Regions from separate parts of the Mus musculus genome. Here all the other regions are linked to region 1. A link is a contact called in public promoter capture Hi-C data. All regions are on one chromosome and are shown on one strand. Each heading gives the region's core, a stretch centred on a gene start, on an enhancer-like site or on the middle of the called end of the contact. The rest is flanking DNA. Distances are from core to core; before and after follow the strand shown. Region 1 holds the start of 1810037I17Rik (RIKEN cDNA 1810037I17 gene). Region 2 holds the start of Tlcd4 (TLC domain containing 4). Region 3 has its middle 23 kb from the start of Gm34050.

What was found. Promoter capture Hi-C pulls out the DNA fragments that hold promoters and counts their contacts.
Region 2: a promoter capture Hi-C map of liver shows a contact between it and region 1, with 2.4 times the contacts expected there. The contact joins the promoter of Tlcd4 here to the promoter of 1810037I17Rik in region 1. A contact is called at or near these places in 1 of 39 promoter capture datasets (liver) and 1 of 9 other capture datasets (adipose tissue).
Region 3: a promoter capture Hi-C map of liver shows a contact between it and region 1, with 2.3 times the contacts expected there. The contact joins the enhancer-like site here to the promoter of 1810037I17Rik in region 1. A contact is called at or near these places in 4 of 39 promoter capture datasets (the C10 cell line, hippocampal neurons, liver and 1 more) and 1 of 9 other capture datasets (embryonic stem cells).

Annotation. Positions count from the first base shown.
Region 1 is chr3:122,922,763-122,926,133 of GRCm38.p6, reverse strand. 1810037I17Rik (RIKEN cDNA 1810037I17 gene) reads right to left here and starts at 1,737. Exons shown (of 2, transcript NM_024461.2): 1 at 1,478-1,737; 2 at 1-655. The coding sequence starts at 1,674. The coding sequence ends at 655. 4933405D12Rik (RIKEN cDNA 4933405D12 gene) reads left to right here and starts at 2,018. Exons shown (of 6, transcript NR_046036.1): 1 at 2,018-2,071.
Region 2 is chr3:121,261,348-121,264,718 of GRCm38.p6, reverse strand. It overlaps Tlcd4 (TLC domain containing 4), which reads left to right and starts at 1,552. Exons shown (of 8, transcript NM_001355678.2): 1 at 1,552-2,019.
Region 3 is chr3:121,878,643-121,882,013 of GRCm38.p6, reverse strand. No RefSeq gene overlaps it. Among named protein-coding and RNA genes, the nearest start is that of Gm34050, 23 kb to the left of the region's middle. Within about 2 kb of position 1,468, at least 8 of the 459 cell types and tissues checked have an H3K27ac peak or open chromatin away from gene starts, as enhancers often do. A contact at or near this core is called in liver, where this site is marked.

The DNA of each region.
Region 1 (3,371 bases), core at 488-2,987:
TGGTGAACTCAAGAGTCACCTCGGCCCTGTGTGCTAATACGCATACTTCAGTTACACCTTGCACAAAAATTACCCAAGCAAATGCAACAGTATCTTAAGACAACTGTAAACAGTTCACCAAATAGTGTGAATTATAAGGGAGAAGAACACCCCCTCTGAGTATTTTAGACAGTTCTCATATACTGAATAGCACTAAAACCAACAGTAAAGAATTTCTAATCACCCAGGTCTTAAGATGACAAGGAACAGCTTCCAAAATGTTTCTAGTAGCTGCTTTGGGACTGTGGCCTTTCTGAGTAAGTGCTACCTATTCAACTCTAGATAATTATTTTATAATAGCATAGTTTTAAAACAATATTTGAGAAAGTAAGCTTCACAAAGATAACTTTTTTTTTTTACATACATTTATTTCCCATAAGTACTTAAGTTACAGACATTATTAAAAATATATATTATCTATCATTTAGCTACAATCATTACTTCAACCATGAAAAACAGGTTTTAAACATATGATAGTACTTTAGTGAGGTCAAGGGCTGAAGAAAAGGTTAGATAGAGGTGCCGAAGTCAGCTGCTGGAGTCCTCTTCATTCAAGAGTCTATAGTCGTTTTCAAGATTCACTCCAGAAGCCCCATTCTTGACTCAGCAAACCGGTCTGTAAAAACCAAATACTTGTTTCCTTCATCTGCTTATTTTGACATTTAGTGGGACGCTGAACATAGATACTGCTAGCCTATCCCTACATAATTTACACTATTGATAAGGAAAACTAAAGGCCTACATTATTAAGTCATGAATTTTCTACCCAGAGGTGAAAATGAGATCATTAAAAATAACTAAATAATAAATCACTGTTCTTGAAATGTCTATACCAAAATGACTTAACGAGTTTTTATCAAAAAACTGTTTATCTTTTCAAACCCCCCCCCCATTCTCTGCCTTCTAATTTGCCACAAAACCGAAAAAATGAGAGCCAAAGAAACCCAAGATACTCCATTCTTTGACAGATGTAGGACTGGGGATACTCTGGAAGATAATACGCGTTTATCTGCATAAGTTATGGACAAGTTAAGTTTACAAGGCTTGCTTTGGGCTAAGCATTTTAAGCAGGCGCACAACACTCAAATCACTTTAGATATAATCACATTTAACCTGTCATGCTCTATTTTTTATTACTTACGATATTTATTTACTTTTATTTTTATTAGTTTTTAGTAATTATTTTTTATTATTTACGATAGATCTAATTATGGGTATAGGTTTCTAACACTTAACAGTTCGTTTGTGGTGATGAAACAGACAAATATGGGAAGTCAAGTTTTCTCCACACTCCTCTTGCCACTGGGGTGTCAAGGAAATCCATTTTCGCTCTTCCAACTCCGCCATCTCTAGCTGCCGTCCCTCCCTCCCTCTCCGAGAAGACTGAAGCAGCCGCCAGCTTCCTAAGCTCTTCAACTCTGCAACTCAGGATACTCACCAGGGCAAGAGGTACACGAAGACGAACAAGGCCAGGTCGAAAAGGATGAAGAGCCAGAGATCCAGCCAGTAGGAGTGTTTCGGAAGCCCGTTCATCCCGGACTGAGGTGCCTCATCTTGGTTCCTCCTTCCAGCTTCGAACGAGCCCCTCCGTTCCCGGACACCGTCGGTACCAGACGCCGCCTGGCTCACCTCCATCTCCGCGTCGTTTCACTTCCGCGCAACTGAGACCAAACCTGAAGACCGCTTCGCGCCCAGTCTAGCAACCAATTCCGGGTAACCCCGCCAATCGACTAGGCGCCCCGCCCCCGCCGCCGCGCCCCGCCCCGCCCCCGCGTCCCCGCCTTCCGGACTGCGCAGGCGTCCTCCCTTTCTAGGAATTCGCCTTCTTCGGCATTCCCGGGAACGCGCAGACTCCGCTGGGCCGGCTGCTCTTGGCGCAGGCGCTCTGTTCCACCACCCCTCCTCGCCCCCCGAACTTGGCGAAGGTGTCTGCCCCGCCTCCCCGACCGCACGCATGCGCTCTGTGCCCCGCCCCGTTGCTTCCTGGTGGGGTGTCCCCTTGCGGTGTTCAGAGGTGGTTTCTAAGGTGCAGGTGAGCTCTCTCACGTAGCTCAAACGCTGCCTTGCAGGGTGCATTACTGGTTCTCCCGGTTTCTGGGATGAAAACTGTCTCAACTCCTTTTCTCTGAGATGATGCCAGAACTTCAGGAACCGCCTCAAAGGATTCCAGCCTTGCCCACCCACAAAAGTAGTCTTTTTATAAACATGAGCGTGTGGGGGGATGTTTTTCTTTCTTCCTCCCTTCTTCCTTCCTTCCTTCCTTCCTTCCTTCCTTCCTTCCTTTCCTTCCTTCCTTCCTTCCTTCCTTCCTTCCCTTCCTTCCTTCCTTCCTCCCTCCCTCCCTCCCTCCCTCCCTCCCTCTCTCTCTTTCTTTCTTTCTTCCTTCCTTTTAAAAAACTAGATCGTGAGATTCTCTGATAATAACTTTGGAGACGACAACATTGTGTGACAATGTAAAAAGGTTGGCAGACCCCGTAGAATCATCTCTCCAATACACGTAAACTTTTTGGTTTCTTACATGTTTGGGAAGTGTGTACAGTTTGAGAACTTTGGATGATTTTGTACAGACTTGAGCGATTTGCTCATAATTTTTGAAACAGTTTTGATGAGGTGGACGTTGTAAGGGTCCATGATTCGCTGAAGAATGATACTCCAGACTCAAGTAGTTTGTAAACACACAGAGTGTTTTATTTTGTCGAAGTCCAGCATGCTGGAGTCTCCCATTACCAAGTATGCTCGCTGCACATTGGGGGAATTCTCGGATAGATGGGCTTTGTCTTACTCTTATCTCGGGCATTCCAGAAGCATAACCTTGGTGTGGTGGCTAGAAACTTGCCTGAGGAATCCTGGGGTAGGTGGCCTTATCTACTCTCTCTTAAGGACATTCTGAAACTATTGCCTGGGTGTGAGGGCTGAAAACCCATTGTCCTTGCTTCAGGCCAGGTTGGGTTTTTTTTTTTTGGGGGGGGGGGGGTCGTTTCTGATGGTAGGGCACTTTCTGACTAGCTGCCTGAAGCCTAGGATTTTAGGCCTAATCCCAGGAACTGCCAATTAGAAGTCTGTCATGGAATTAGCCTGTCTCAATTACAGTCACGAATTTTCAGAAGGCTCAGATAAGGTAAAGCGTGGAATTTACATAGGTATTTCATGGGAGTATTTTAATAAGCCACTCAACTCTATGTCAGAATATCCTGTAACCATTAGATAAAAACCTGTTGGAGTCTACTAACTTAGCAGCCCACTAACTTATACCAACCAAGTAGCCCTGATAGCATCGTGGGCTTACAGAAGAGCTTTCTCCTTTCCTAAATCAGCCTTTCTAAAGTACCCAC
Region 2 (3,371 bases), core at 303-2,802, 1.7 Mb after region 1:
TGATAGAGGCTCATGAAGGAATCCCGGGACAGTCACATTTCCATAGTGTATTTCCATAGGTTGACTTGGCTTGTTAGGTTAATTACTGTTGGAGTTAGAGAATTATAGATGTTAAGGGTAATGGTGGTGCATTATCAGGAGAGAACAGAGCAACTGACCAACAATGAGGAGCTAGGATAAGTGCCTGCAGATGACAGTCCTGAGATAGCACTGTGAAATTCGTCTTAGCTGAACTGACCCTATAGATATCTGCCTATAACCATCACATGCCCACACAGTTATGAGAGGAGCACATGAGTACATGAAGCAGCTATGGGGCAAAGCAAAAACAGTCAGGGGCTATGCAGGTTGGGAAATATCTGTGATGAAACAGGTGTGGCCACAGCGCTGTGGCCCTGGAATGCCGAGACGCTTGGGTAGAACACAGGGAACGATCTGCATGGTCTTCCTGGCTGGTTTTCTGACCGTGTAGCTCATAGAGGTTTTCTCTGTGGTTCCGCCTAGACCGGGGAGCTTTCAGAAATAATTGAATTGTTCCATTTCTATAGATGAAGACGTGAGCTTCATTGAGCTTAGTTAGCTCAGTCAGCTGGAGACAGCTCGGCTAAAAAATGGACTCCAGGTTCTAATAAATAGGATTTCGGTTCTATTGCTTTCCAAGATGAATTTAAATACAGATGTGGTGTGAGATTATGTGTACATTTTCTGGCCTAAATTGGCAGCAGATGCTTCCCTGTGTGTATGCATATTATTAGGTCAAATATGTAAGCTTTATTTGGTAGGTATTTCTCACAAACAACTGCCCTATGTCATTAATGTTGAAATTTCCAGGTTATTCGATTTATGTAGAATTCATCTAGTTCCAAAAATAGGACTTGTGACTGCTTTTTTTTTTTTGGCAAATCATACAGCTTGTGTGTACCTCTGCATTATTTAGTTTTATTCCAGTTAATTGGATCTGGTTGATACAGCAGGTCGGAAAGCAGAGTTTATAGACTTGGCAGTTTGGGATACTCAGCCAGTCCTAAAACAAAACAAAAACAAACAAACAAACAAAAAAAAAACAGTCCAGTCCCATTTAAACATCCTGACCGCAGAGGGGTCCCGGATATAGATGGATTGCTAATGTACCCGTTTTTGTTACGTGGAAATCGAATCCAGGGCCTTGGACATGCTAGGCAGGAGCTATACTTGGATAGCTTGCGGTCCTTCAAGGGTGTTCTCCGGGGGTTTGGGAAGAGGCTGCTCTGGGACATGACGCCTCTTCTACACACGTGCCTCCTAGCCGGCTTGGCACGCACCTGCAGCCTCAAACCAGAACGGGGCGGGGCTGGACTTTGGCCGTGGCAGACGTGGCAGAAAGAAAAAAAAAAGCATCAGTTGCCATTTCATCTCCTCGACAAAGCAAACCATGCGGATCTTTTGCACAGCGTTTGGGCATATAAGACAGAATTCCCCATTGAAAAGGGGTTTGGGTTACGTGGCGAGCCGGGGCGCTGACCAACGCGGGGGCGGACTCACATACTTCTTCTCCCCACTCGTGAGGTCTGTGACTTGCTGGGAAAGCCCGCGCACCGCACACTGCACCCGGGCAGAGGTGTGAGCTCTCAGGGTTCCTTCGCAGCCCACCGCCTAAGCTCGCGGCTTCGAGCTCCCGCCGCGATCCAAGTCCCAGCGCCGGGAGGTGGGCCCCACGCGCGGCCTCCGGGCCCCGCCCACTCTGGCCTGGGGTCGGAGCCGCGGCGAGCGCCAGCCCAGTCCGAGCGGCCGCGGCCCCTTTAAGGAGCCGCTCTGCGGTAACCCGAGCCCGCAGTCCGGGCGGGCGCGGCGGCAGCGGCGGCGCGAGCCTCGGCGACAGCTCCTCCGGGCTCCCCCGGCTTTCCGCGAGCATCTCGCGCGTGGCTCCGGCCGGCGCAGCCTTCGGGCCAGGCTGGATGACCAGGCGCCTGTGAGCCCCGCTGCGCTCTCCCGGCCCCGCGTAGCCGCCGCCCGCGGGAGTCGTCCCGGGACCCGGCACAGGTGACGCCGTTTGGACGGGATCCGGGAGGAGGGCGGCCTCGCCCAGCGCAGCCTCGGGCACTGCGCCGCGTCGCACCGGCCTAGCGCGGCCGAGCTCGGGCGCCCGAGGCGGGTGGGAGCGCGCGGGAGGCTCTCGCAGGTGTGCGGCGGCGCAGCATCCTTCCTGCTGTCGGCCCCGCGCCGCTTAGCTCGGAGCAGATGATGTCCCGGGCCCGCGGCCCCCGGCGCTGGCCCGGGGTCCACTCGGTTCTCCCAGGCTGCTTGGTTCGGTCCCCCGGCTTTCCTGCTTGGCTAGAGGCAATCAAGGGGTCTGAGCCCAAAGCGGGTGGGTGCAACCTCTGGGCCTGCGGGGGACGCTTTCTTGCGAGAGACCGGCTCAGGGTCGGGAGCATCAAGTGGCATCCCCATCCTCCTTTTCTAAAAAAAGTAGCCTATTTTTACCCCCCACGACTCTCAAGTGGGTCCCATTTTTAGCCACCTGAGTGCTTAAGTCTAGTGGAGGGAGAATTGGTTTCTCTTTCCAGCCTCTGTAACCTCCTGGCAAGTTGGTTAAACTAAGTGCCTTCGTTTACCTTGGTAGGAAATGGGGCCTCTAATGCCACTATCTTATTTTCCCACCTTTCCAAGATGGTAGGGCAGCCTCTGTGAAAGTGGTTTTAAGTTAAGTTCATTTAACGGACACTTGCTGGCCTGTGTTTTTGTTTTTATTTGTAAGCATTTTCGAGCCACTGTACATGTGTATGTAAAACTGCAAAATATTAAAAAGTAATCTTTGATGTTTAAATTAACTCAGATACCAGTTTGGAGGCAATGTGGGAGAGTTTGTGTGGATGGTGGGAATTAATGTGTTTAATACTCATGTCTGTAATTTTATTTAGTAAAACCTTTACATAGTCAGATAATTGAAAAATTAAAAATGGATCTAGGATGGGGATGTTTTAAGGTGAAATTAACGTTTATAAGTAGTTTCTTAAGTCAATATATTCAGGAATCCCACTGCCCATGTTCCATCAGGTTAAAGATCTTTTCTCTTTGTTTCTATTTTCCTTAAGTTGTATGGATGAAACGAAATAAGATGTGTGTACCGGTGATGTCAGAAAAACTTGAGACTAGTTGTGGAGGCTCCCCTCCCCTGTGCCATGTGATGATCCAGAGAATTTATTCTCTTTGGATCCCTGCAACTCCTCTCACCACACTGCCTCTGTCCAGCGCTTCTCTGCGGTGCCATCTTTCAGGAGTTTTATCTGTCTGGGCTGGATGTCTTTGCCCCAGTTGCTTAGTCATTATCACTAGCTTTGTGCTTCTGCTCCTTCCAGTAAAAGCCTTCATCACTTGGGGGAAAAGAAAAAATT
Region 3 (3,371 bases), core at 219-2,718, 1.0 Mb after region 1:
GCCACCTCAGCAGCATCACACACAGCCACCTCAGCACTGTCACACACAGCCACCACCTCAGCACTGTCACACACAGCCACCACCTCAGCACTGTCACACACAGCCACCACCTCAGCACTGTCACACACAGCCACCTGAGCATGCTCACATGCTTCGGCTCTGCAGCTCTGCCCAACATCAATTCTATCTCTATCTTCTCTGTCCTATCCAGCCCTCATTTCTTTCTCCATTACCTTGACCACTATTCAGGCAGTCTATGCCACTCCAGAATCTAGAGAGAGCCTTTTGGCAACTCTTGTCCATAGTCCTCCTAGCCATCCTGTCTACCCATAAGGCACTACTTCATCTTTCAGAATCAGGTACTGAGGAAAACCTCTGCCATCTCCAGCCTCTCATATGAGATAAGCTCTGTGACAGGAAGAGGTGGAACAGGAGGCAACAGTAACATTGTGAAAGAAGTGTGGCTGAAGCTTAAAGATCAGGGCCTGCCCTGAGGAGACCTCATTTGTTTTCTCCTCTAGCTTCTGTCTCTTCCACCGTTTCTTAGACCCACAGGCTCAGCTCTCACTTCTCATGGTCTCTCACTCTCTTCCATGTTCTTGGATCTGAAATGTACCTCCTTCTTAGGTCCTTAGGCCTTACTTAGTTTCCATCCCGCAGGCTTCATTTTCTTGGCTCCATTTTTTTCCCTGCTCATAATCATTGCCACATTCTGTGCGTATGTGTGTGGTGCGCGCGCGCGCGTGTGTGCGTGCATGTGCAGTGATGTGTGGTGTGTGTGGTGTGTGGTGTGTGTGTGTGTGTCTGAGAGTGAGAATGTGTGGTATGTGTATGCGTGTGAAGGTATTCATGTGTGTTTGTGTGTGTGTGTAACGGTGTGAGTGTATGTGTATCTGGAGGTGTGTTGTGTATGCGTGTGTCTGTCTGTATCTGTGTGTGTGTGTGTGTGTGTGTGTGTGTGTGTGTGTGTGTGTGTGAATGCCCATGCACTGTGCCAGAGATTGAACCAGGATTACTGATTCTGAGAGGTCGGCAACATTTCAGAGACTAAGAAGTTGTTATCATTGCCAGTGGCTGACCCTACTTGGCAGTTCTGTGTCTGTATTTTAGGTCCACGAGTGGGAGGATTTTGCTTATTTCATTCTGTGCTGTTTTCCCAGGGCCTGGAAGATGCCTGGCACACTGTTGACGCTCACTAAACATCACCTGAATGAGTGATGGAGGATAAATCTTGTAGCTATTTCCTCCACATTGAAACATTACCTAAGCCGAGGAGGGGATCTTGTAAGACTCTGAAACCTAATACGACTTATAAGGCTCGGAAGCTGAGAAAGCAGACCCTGGTGAAGGCATGTGACTGCAGGTACCATGTGAATAGAAAAAAAATCTGCCTGAAGACTAGGGCAAAGGTGAGCCAAGCGCTCCACACTCAAATACCACCACAGCCCTGATCACAGCGCGAACATCCTCCTGATCCTCCCGGATCATTAGAACTTTGGACTCTTTGGTGAGCTTGTTTAGGGTAAGCACAAGGCTAGATTTTCTCTTGTGCAATCTAGAGGGTTTCACTGACAATCTGTCCTTAGGGTGCTGCTCTGTCCTGGTAATGTTTTAAGGTCAGTCACGTATTATAGTATTTGTTCATTCTTGAAGAAGTAAATTAATTCACCAAATACTTATAGAGGACCACCGAGTACTTTACAGAGGGGTGAAGAGATGAAGGACGGAGAGCCTTATTGGAGGGGATAATGAAGAAAAGGGAGAGGGCTTAGACTCATGAAGAAAATGAGATTAGACCTTCATGGAACAATGTTTTCATGAAACATGGGGTTTTGTAGGTTTGAAGGAGGCTGGCCGATACTTGAATTTAAATAAGAGTTGGTACAATACAAACGTCTGTTGTCTGGTTTAGATGCCAACCCTTTTACCTAAAATATAAAACGGAAACACATTCACAAAGAACAAAGTCAGAAATTGCAGTAAAATTGCAGTCAGCTTGGGCTTCATCCTCAAATCATCATATTTCTACTCAAAAAGAGACGAGAACCTTCCAGAAGGAAGGCTTGAAAGGTCTAGGGTCAATGCGGAGCCTTACCATAGTTTTTATGGCTTTTATTTTTATTGATTCAAAGTCTAAATGCTTGATCTTACTATTCTAACAGGAAGAGAGGATGTCCACTCCAGCTCCCCCACCCCACATCAGCTTTTCCCATGAAATTACAGCCTTAGTCAACAGTAGATCTACTATCCTGAAAAGGCTATGTTAGTCAACTGTAGATCTATAGCCCTGTAAAAGGCTGTTGTCAGAAGGAAAGGTTGAAGACATGCAAGTGACTTTTCTGGAGATGGCCCAGTGTTTTGCATAGCCTGCAGAGGGTGAGCGCTGAGGCAAGGTCCCAAGAGACTTCATCCCAGGATTGCTTCTTGCTGCTGATATGCCTTTTCCTGTCACTATTACACAGTCTAATGATTTCTGGGGATTAGTCCACCCTATTGGGAAAATTTTCTTCAGATTAACACGAAGATGTACTTTCATGTAGTAATGCTGTGTAGACAAATTGATGATTTCATAATTCCTAAAAAATGATTTTATAAAATTCCTAAATTTATACAAGTAATTTCGAGCCCTCTAAAAGCTGCAGATTGGGCTCTGTAAATCTTCATGTGTTCCAGGCTACTTGCACTAGGATAAGAAAGCAGGCTTGGAACCAATTGACTATCAGGAAAAACGTTCCTTCTAGGTTAGCTATGAGACCATTATCTGGTAACTATAGGTCATAAACTGGGAATGGACAATTTATTGTAGGTGAAAGGACAGAAAATAAAATATTTACTGGTTTATCTATACAAAGCTTCAAATCTAATGAGACACAAGGCAGATGATTTGTCTATTGACAACATCATGCTGACTTGTGACATAAAAATTATTGCTTTGAACTTATAATGAAATCACGAGTCTAGAAGATAGATAATGAATGTTCAGTCAGATATCAGTCTTAATGGAAAGACATGTAAACATCTCTGCTGTAACTTTTCGTCATTTTATGACATGAACTATTGTCTTGAAGTTGCTATGAACTTATGGAATGTAAAGATGCTTGAAAAACCATGTGAGTAATTATCTGAGAAAGTATAAGACCAAGAACAGGGTCTAGAGAGATGGCTCAGTGGTTAAGAGCCCTAACTGCTCTTCCAGAGGTCCTGAGTTCAAATCCCAGCAACCACATGGTGGCTCACAACCATCTGTAATGAGATCTGACACCCTCTTCTGGGGTGTTTGAAGATAGCTACAGTGTACTTACATATAATAAAGAAATAAATCTTAAAAAAAAAAAGACCAAGAACAACAATAAAACGATGGTGCCACTTCT